2 separate regions of the Mus musculus genome follow, and region 1 is linked to region 2. The links are chromatin contacts, called in public Hi-C maps. All regions are on one chromosome and are shown on one strand. The core of a region is the stretch at or near the end of the contact, and the rest is flanking DNA. Distances in the headings are between cores, read along the strand shown. Region 1 overlaps Pknox1 (Pbx/knotted 1 homeobox). Region 2 overlaps Pde9a (phosphodiesterase 9A).

Region 1 (2,972 bases), core at 401-2,900, 160 kb before region 2:
ATGGCTGAAAAGGGTGGAGAAGACGGTAGGGATGTGTCTGATCAGGTGAGCTTGTGGCTACAGCGAGGACAGCAAGTCCATGGGTAGACACCAACAGCAGGAGTGAGCAGCGGGTGACTCATGCTCTGACCACACAGACAGACCAGACTGAATGGCTGAGGGGTACAGGAACCAAGATGGGGCGCTGTAGGCACAAGAGTCAGAGAAGGAGAGCCAGGAACCTGCAGGTGTACTAAGGGAGCAGGGGTGGGTCCAAGCTTCCCACCTGAGCACCTGGAAGAACAGAGCCGTGCACGGGTCCCGAGACGAGCAAACATCTAAGAACAGCTCCATGGCTTGGAAGGGAAACAAGGCAGGACATCTCAGGCTGCAGACGAGTCTCAAGATACCTTTCCGGAAACTGAGCAGAGGAGCCGGGACTGGAATCACTTGGTCACCATCAGGGCACAGAGGGTACACATGGAGATGAGCTGAGTCCTCCACAAGACACGTCCCACTCTAACACCCAGCACCTAAGCATGGACCAGATTTAGAAACAGGGTCTTACAGATGGAAGGACACTAAGGGTCTTGAGATGAAACACCTCTGGACTTAGGATGGAGTAACTGGTTGTCTAGATGAGAGGAGATTTGAGACACACGATGGCAAGATAGCGGTACACACTGGAGTAATAAATACAACTTTAAGCCCAGGAAGCCTGAGCACTGTTTGGGTCACCAGAAGCTGGAAGAGGAAAAGGACAGGCCCCCAGAGCCGGCAGAGGGAGTGTAGCCCTGTCTGCACCTTGACCACAGATTTCTAGAACCATGAGAGAATCCACTTTAGAGGTGGGGTGGGTAGTAGGGATTAAGTCCAGAGCCTCACTCAGGCTAGGTGAGCATTGTACTGCGTAGTAGACCCAGTTTGTGGTCATTTGGCACAGCGGGCCTAGTAAGGCAATGCACATATACACACAATATGAAGCCAAGAGACTGAAGAGACCAAAAGGAAGGCAGAAGACAGTATGCGAGGGAGGGGATGGCCTGGAGGTCAGAGGATAAGAGGGCACAGTCTGACAAGAGAAGCAGAATAGAACTGCTTACAATAAAAGAGAGGGGCCCAAGGTGGGGGAGTGCCAACCATGTTAAGAAGTCCCTCAGAATCAGAAAGGGGAGGACTGAGTCAGCAGCTGGTGAGCAGAAGGAAAGGGGGGTGGGGAGCAGAAAAAGACCCATGGCCCCTACCATAGCACCATGTTCCGAGGAGCTGTCTGTACTAGGAGGGGGAAGAAACACTTTAAAGAAGCAGCGTTACAGACAGCCACTCACAAGACGGGTGAGTGCACTGAAGCACCCAGGGTAAATACGCTTGTCTTGTCTTTTCCTTTGGTGACAAGGTCTCTCTATGTAAACCAGGCTGGCTTCAAACTCACAGAGATTCACCTGTCTTTGCCTCCCAAGGACTTAAAGTGATTAAAGTCATGTGCCGTTTTATGCTTGGTCTCCAACTTAAATCTCTAAAACGCTGTTACGTCTGTTAAAATCTGTGTGTTCCACCTCACCCAGGACCCCGTTCTTCAAACAGAGACCCACACGCCTACAGCTTGCTCCAGAGCTTCTCTTACTGCCCTTGGCTGTGGCTACAGTCTGGCTTCTCTTCAGTTTTGCCTCCGCCTGAACTTCCACCCTCAGATCCAGCATAGCACAGTTCCCTCTGATTTCCATCTCTGAAGCTGCCACCTGCCTGCCAGAGCCTAAATCTGGCCTTGCTCCAAACCATTCTCCAGGCTTTCTAAAATGCAAATCTGGTCATGTGACTATCGCCTCTACCCAAGCCCATCCCCAGACATCAGCCCACCCCCATCTTCCTTCCCTGTCTCCAAGAGTACACACCCTCAAACTCATCCCCTTGTCTCCATTCTCTCCCTGCACAGGTCCTACCCCTCCCTAGATGCTCTGCCCACCCTCTCTTCCATTCTGTGTGAATGGCTAGCTATGAGCTGCATCATTCACACCACTGGAACTCACAGAGATCTGCCAGCCTCTGACTCCTGGGTGCTGGGATTAAAGGTGTGTGCCACCATACCCAACCTCTTATAAAAATATTTTAAACAACCTGCTTTCCAAAAACAGTCAAAGAGCCTTGGCACTCTCTTGAGTAGATAACCCCCTTTTGGCCATGCTGGATGGAGAGGGACTCTGCTGTGAATGGCGCTGTATCTTCCAGGGTAGCCAGACCTCGAATCCAACACTATATTGACAGTTCTTCATTAAAATCAGCAGTCTAGGAGTGACTATGTCACACAAATGGCTGGTCCTGTCCTACTTCCCGACAGCTCTTGCTGGACACTTTCCATGTGGCACATGGCGAAGGTGCCATTGCTGAGAGACAGTTTTCCATATAAACATCTTCAAGTCTCACTGAGGAGGCTTCTGGGCAAAGACCTGGCTAAAAGACGATGGCCAATGGACACACAAGGGAAGCCGAGACAGTGTAACAACCCAGAGATGTAGTCTCTCCAGAACAGGGTATTGGGGAACCTCCCAAAGGTGTGTGCCACCATGACTTGCTCACTGCAGTCCCAGAGCACAGCATGTGTGCTTATGGTTGTACTCAGTGACACATTACTGTGTCGCACTCCCCTCGGCGGGTACACTGGGCCAGTATTCAGTACCTACACACACTCCTAGCCTCATAATCCCGTAGCTCGTCTCCTGGGACAACATCTGTCTTTTATCACTTCATCCTGGGGTACTGGGATCCGGGAGATCAGAGTGACCCAGAGACAGGTCTCCGATCTGAACCCATGCATACACTCACACATACTATGTACTTCCCAAAAACTGTAGGGACAGAGGGAACGTTCAGTTGACAGCGGAAGGGACAGGCATCCTAAGCTGGCTGAATGACTCTCACAACCCACACACAGAGTTCAGCTCTGCAATCGCTCTTAACTCTTCCAAGAACAGAATGGTCACTTCCTATAAACTCTT
Region 2 (3,106 bases), core at 350-2,849:
CCACCCCTGCTTGCCACCCACATTTCTGGCTGTGGACTGCTTGACGCCCTGGCTGGCTCGCCCGCCCTGGAGGAGAATCATGAGCAAGCAACTCCAGGAACAGTTATATGTTGCATTTTATATGCTGCATCCTCTTTGTTTTTAGAAAGTAGTGCAGGCAAGGATGATTAAGGATGTGTCTATGAAGCCTAAAAGCCTTCGTGCTTTGGGCTGAAATGGCACTAAATATAGAAAATATTATTAAGAAACATTATTGTTGCTCACAAGTAACACATCTGCGTCCAAATTCAGAGCAGGAACTTGGCTTCCGAGCAAAACCAGAGTCCACACTCCAGGTTTGGCCCTGAGGGATCTCGTCCCTGCTCCACTGAAATCCTGCAGTTTTGTTGAGACAAGCTTTTGCCCAGTGGTTTGCCTGGGAGGTTACTTTAAATGATAGCTACCGTTTGCTGAGCATTGCTAAGTGGCCAGCCCTCAATAGGCATTCTGCATAAATTACATCACTTACCCTCTAAAGAGCCCTGCGGAGGTGTCTATTTTAATTCCTATTCTGCACAGGAAATGGAAGAACATGGGGCGAGATAGTTTTCCTAAGGCCACTTCACGCAGCTGGCGGATGAATGCAGCTTCAGATGGGCCCTTTATTCTTGGATTCCTATTTTCAAGTTCAAAGCTCTAAGACTGGGCTCCCACAAAAGGGATCTGCAGATCATTTAGGGAGGTTATGCAGAAAGTCTTCCAAAGGAGGGGAAACAGAGACACGTGCATGAGGAAGTGACCATTGTGGAAGTATGGAGATTGGTACTCTGGGGTCCCTTTGGGCTCCTGCATTGGTGATATCAGGAGACTGTCCTCTCGGAAAAGATGTCTGGAGCACTGGCCATCCAGTACTCCGGGTCTTCCCTGATCAGAGGAAGTCCTCAGGCAGAGGGGACACAAGGATGGAGAAGGATGTGGTTGGTGGGTTTCAGAACTGCCCACTGAGACATGGAGACGTTAAGGCCAGGCGAGGCTGGAGTCCTATGCTTTGCTGGGAACCTTCAGTCCCTTCCCCTCATGTCTGTTAGGTGTCTATAAAGAATGATGGGCTTATTCAACTCCCCGTGTATCTTGAAACAGTAACAATGTTGATGAATGTAACATCCACCCAAAAATACACAGGAAAATTCAGAGCGGTATTGCAAACAATAGCTACAAGCCTCAGGTGTGTCCCCTGATAAATGGGGGTCAAAATGTGGCCCACCCATATGAGGCACCATCAGTTACCCCTAGATTGAATGGTATAGCAACTTTGTACCACACAGATTGTGTGGCCCCCAAGATGTAACCCCAAATGCCACAGTGGCATATCTGAAACATGGGGACTAGGCAGACCTAATAGACTATGCAGGCTAGAGGCTGCCAAAGCCTGGGAGGGGAGGGGAGGGGTAGGAAAGGAAGACTCAGGTGCGGGCTTCCATGGGTGATGGAAACATTTAAGGATAAACAGGATAGATACACAATGACAACCTGTTCCACCGCGGGCTGAACCTTGGGTGTAGCAGCATGCAAATGATGTCTGAGCAAACAGGGAAGCTGAATGCAAATTCCCCGAGGGGTGGACCTCATCCTCTGTCTTCTAAGATAAGCATGCACGCCAGGCTGACAGAGCTGCTTTCTCTAGTCCAAGCGGACCTGGCGGAATGGAATGCTCTGTGTGGCAGGGCCTGGAGTTCCGTGGTGGCACTATAGACATCCCTGAAGCCCTCTCAGGGGTACCTTCTGGCCTCGGATGCCTCTGTTTTAGTCACTGAGACACTAGGCACACAGCGTGTGGGAGCATGCGCAGGGTGCAGTTTCATCCTCAAGGACACACGGCTCCTTTGACCTGGTCTTTCCTAGATCTCCAGCAAAGGCTGCCTCTATCTCCACAAGGAAGGGGGAGGCGGTGTGCCTGTCCCCAGCAGGAATTCTGAGCACTGTATATCACTGGCCACTTGCCACTTGTACCCTGCCCTCTGTCTTTTGGAAACAGCAGTGGTGCCAAGGAAGCTGCTGTAAACAAGGCCCTGGACCTCCCCTGCACTGTAGCCTAGATGCAGAGCATCCTAGCCTTACCCAGTGGTGCTGATGGCATATGCTGATGTAAAGGACTACACAGGACCTGCCTCAACCAGATGGATACCAAACTGGCAGAGTGTGGCTGCACAGGCCTGACCTAGACTCTAGGGGAAGGCTGGGGGAATGGTGGGCATACAGAACCTGCAAGCTCTCTGCAGGGTTCAGAAACTGAAGATGCCTGTCCCCAGGTTGAGTGTGACTCAGTAGTCAACAGCCGCTGTGTCTTGAGAAAACCACGGGCACCCAGCTCTTCCAGGGACCACAGGGACACTACAGGTCCCATTATCTCCACACATTTTGCTTTGCATCTTGCTTTGGGCAAGAAGTGAAACAGGGGTCTGTTTCCCTGTGGCTACTGTGCAGCGTGGCAGCCTCTGCTTTGCCTGAGGGCAGCTCAGACCAGGGTAAGCTTGCGTCTTTCATAGGATCACACTTTGGTCCTATATGGGTCTGAGGGCTCAGGACTGTGGCTAGTATTCAGACATCTTTGTCTCTCGCAGGCAGGCATGCTGCAGTGGGCTGTCAACCACAATGGTATATATTGCCATTGAGAAACGCCTTAATTTGAGCTACTTAAAATAAAAATGATGGACTACGGACACCATTGACATAAAAAAGCCTGTCCGATGGCTTCTGTCACAGCTTGTGACTTTATTTCCCTCATAAAAGGAGAAGCAATCTAGAAGCAGGGACTGTCTCCCAGTGCTAGGGAAAAAGACCCCCCCACCCACACACACACACATACACACACACTCCCTTCTGCTGCCTCCCTTTCTTAAGTTTTGGAAGGTCTGTGTACCCAGCCTTATCTTGAAATCTCAGGCTCAGGCTGTCTCCTTTCCAGCCTCCTGAGCAGCAAGGCAAACACAGACTTCCACATTCACAGAGGTTGTCACATCTGCAGACAGAAGTCAGTCTTCCCTGGCTAAACCCAGCAGGAGCAGTAGAACTCTGTACAATCCGGTGGCCAAGACTGGCCTGCCCTCTCTTCTGGAGTCACGCTAGC

The links. A called contact is a pair of places that touch in the nucleus more often than the background predicts.
Region 1: a contact with region 2 is called in a Hi-C map of embryonic stem cells, with 2.7 times the contacts expected there. The contact joins two enhancer-like sites. A contact is called at or near these places in 1 of 484 Hi-C or Micro-C datasets (embryonic stem cells) and 2 of 9 other capture datasets (adipose tissue and liver).

Annotation. Positions count from the first base shown.
Region 1 is chr17:31,579,344-31,582,315 of GRCm38.p6, reverse strand. All of the region lies in intron 1 of Pknox1 (Pbx/knotted 1 homeobox), which reads right to left. Among named protein-coding and RNA genes, the nearest start is that of Pknox1, 16 kb to the right of the region's middle. Within about 2 kb of position 1,650, at least 28 of the 459 cell types and tissues checked have an H3K27ac peak or open chromatin away from gene starts, as enhancers often do. A contact at or near this core is called in embryonic stem cells, where this site is marked.
Region 2 is chr17:31,423,439-31,426,544 of GRCm38.p6, reverse strand. The region is part of intron 4 of Pde9a (phosphodiesterase 9A); the gene reads right to left. Among named protein-coding and RNA genes, the nearest start is that of Gm9902, 10 kb to the left of the region's middle. Within about 2 kb of position 1,599, at least 48 of the 459 cell types and tissues checked have an H3K27ac peak or open chromatin away from gene starts, as enhancers often do. A contact at or near this core is called in embryonic stem cells, where this site is marked.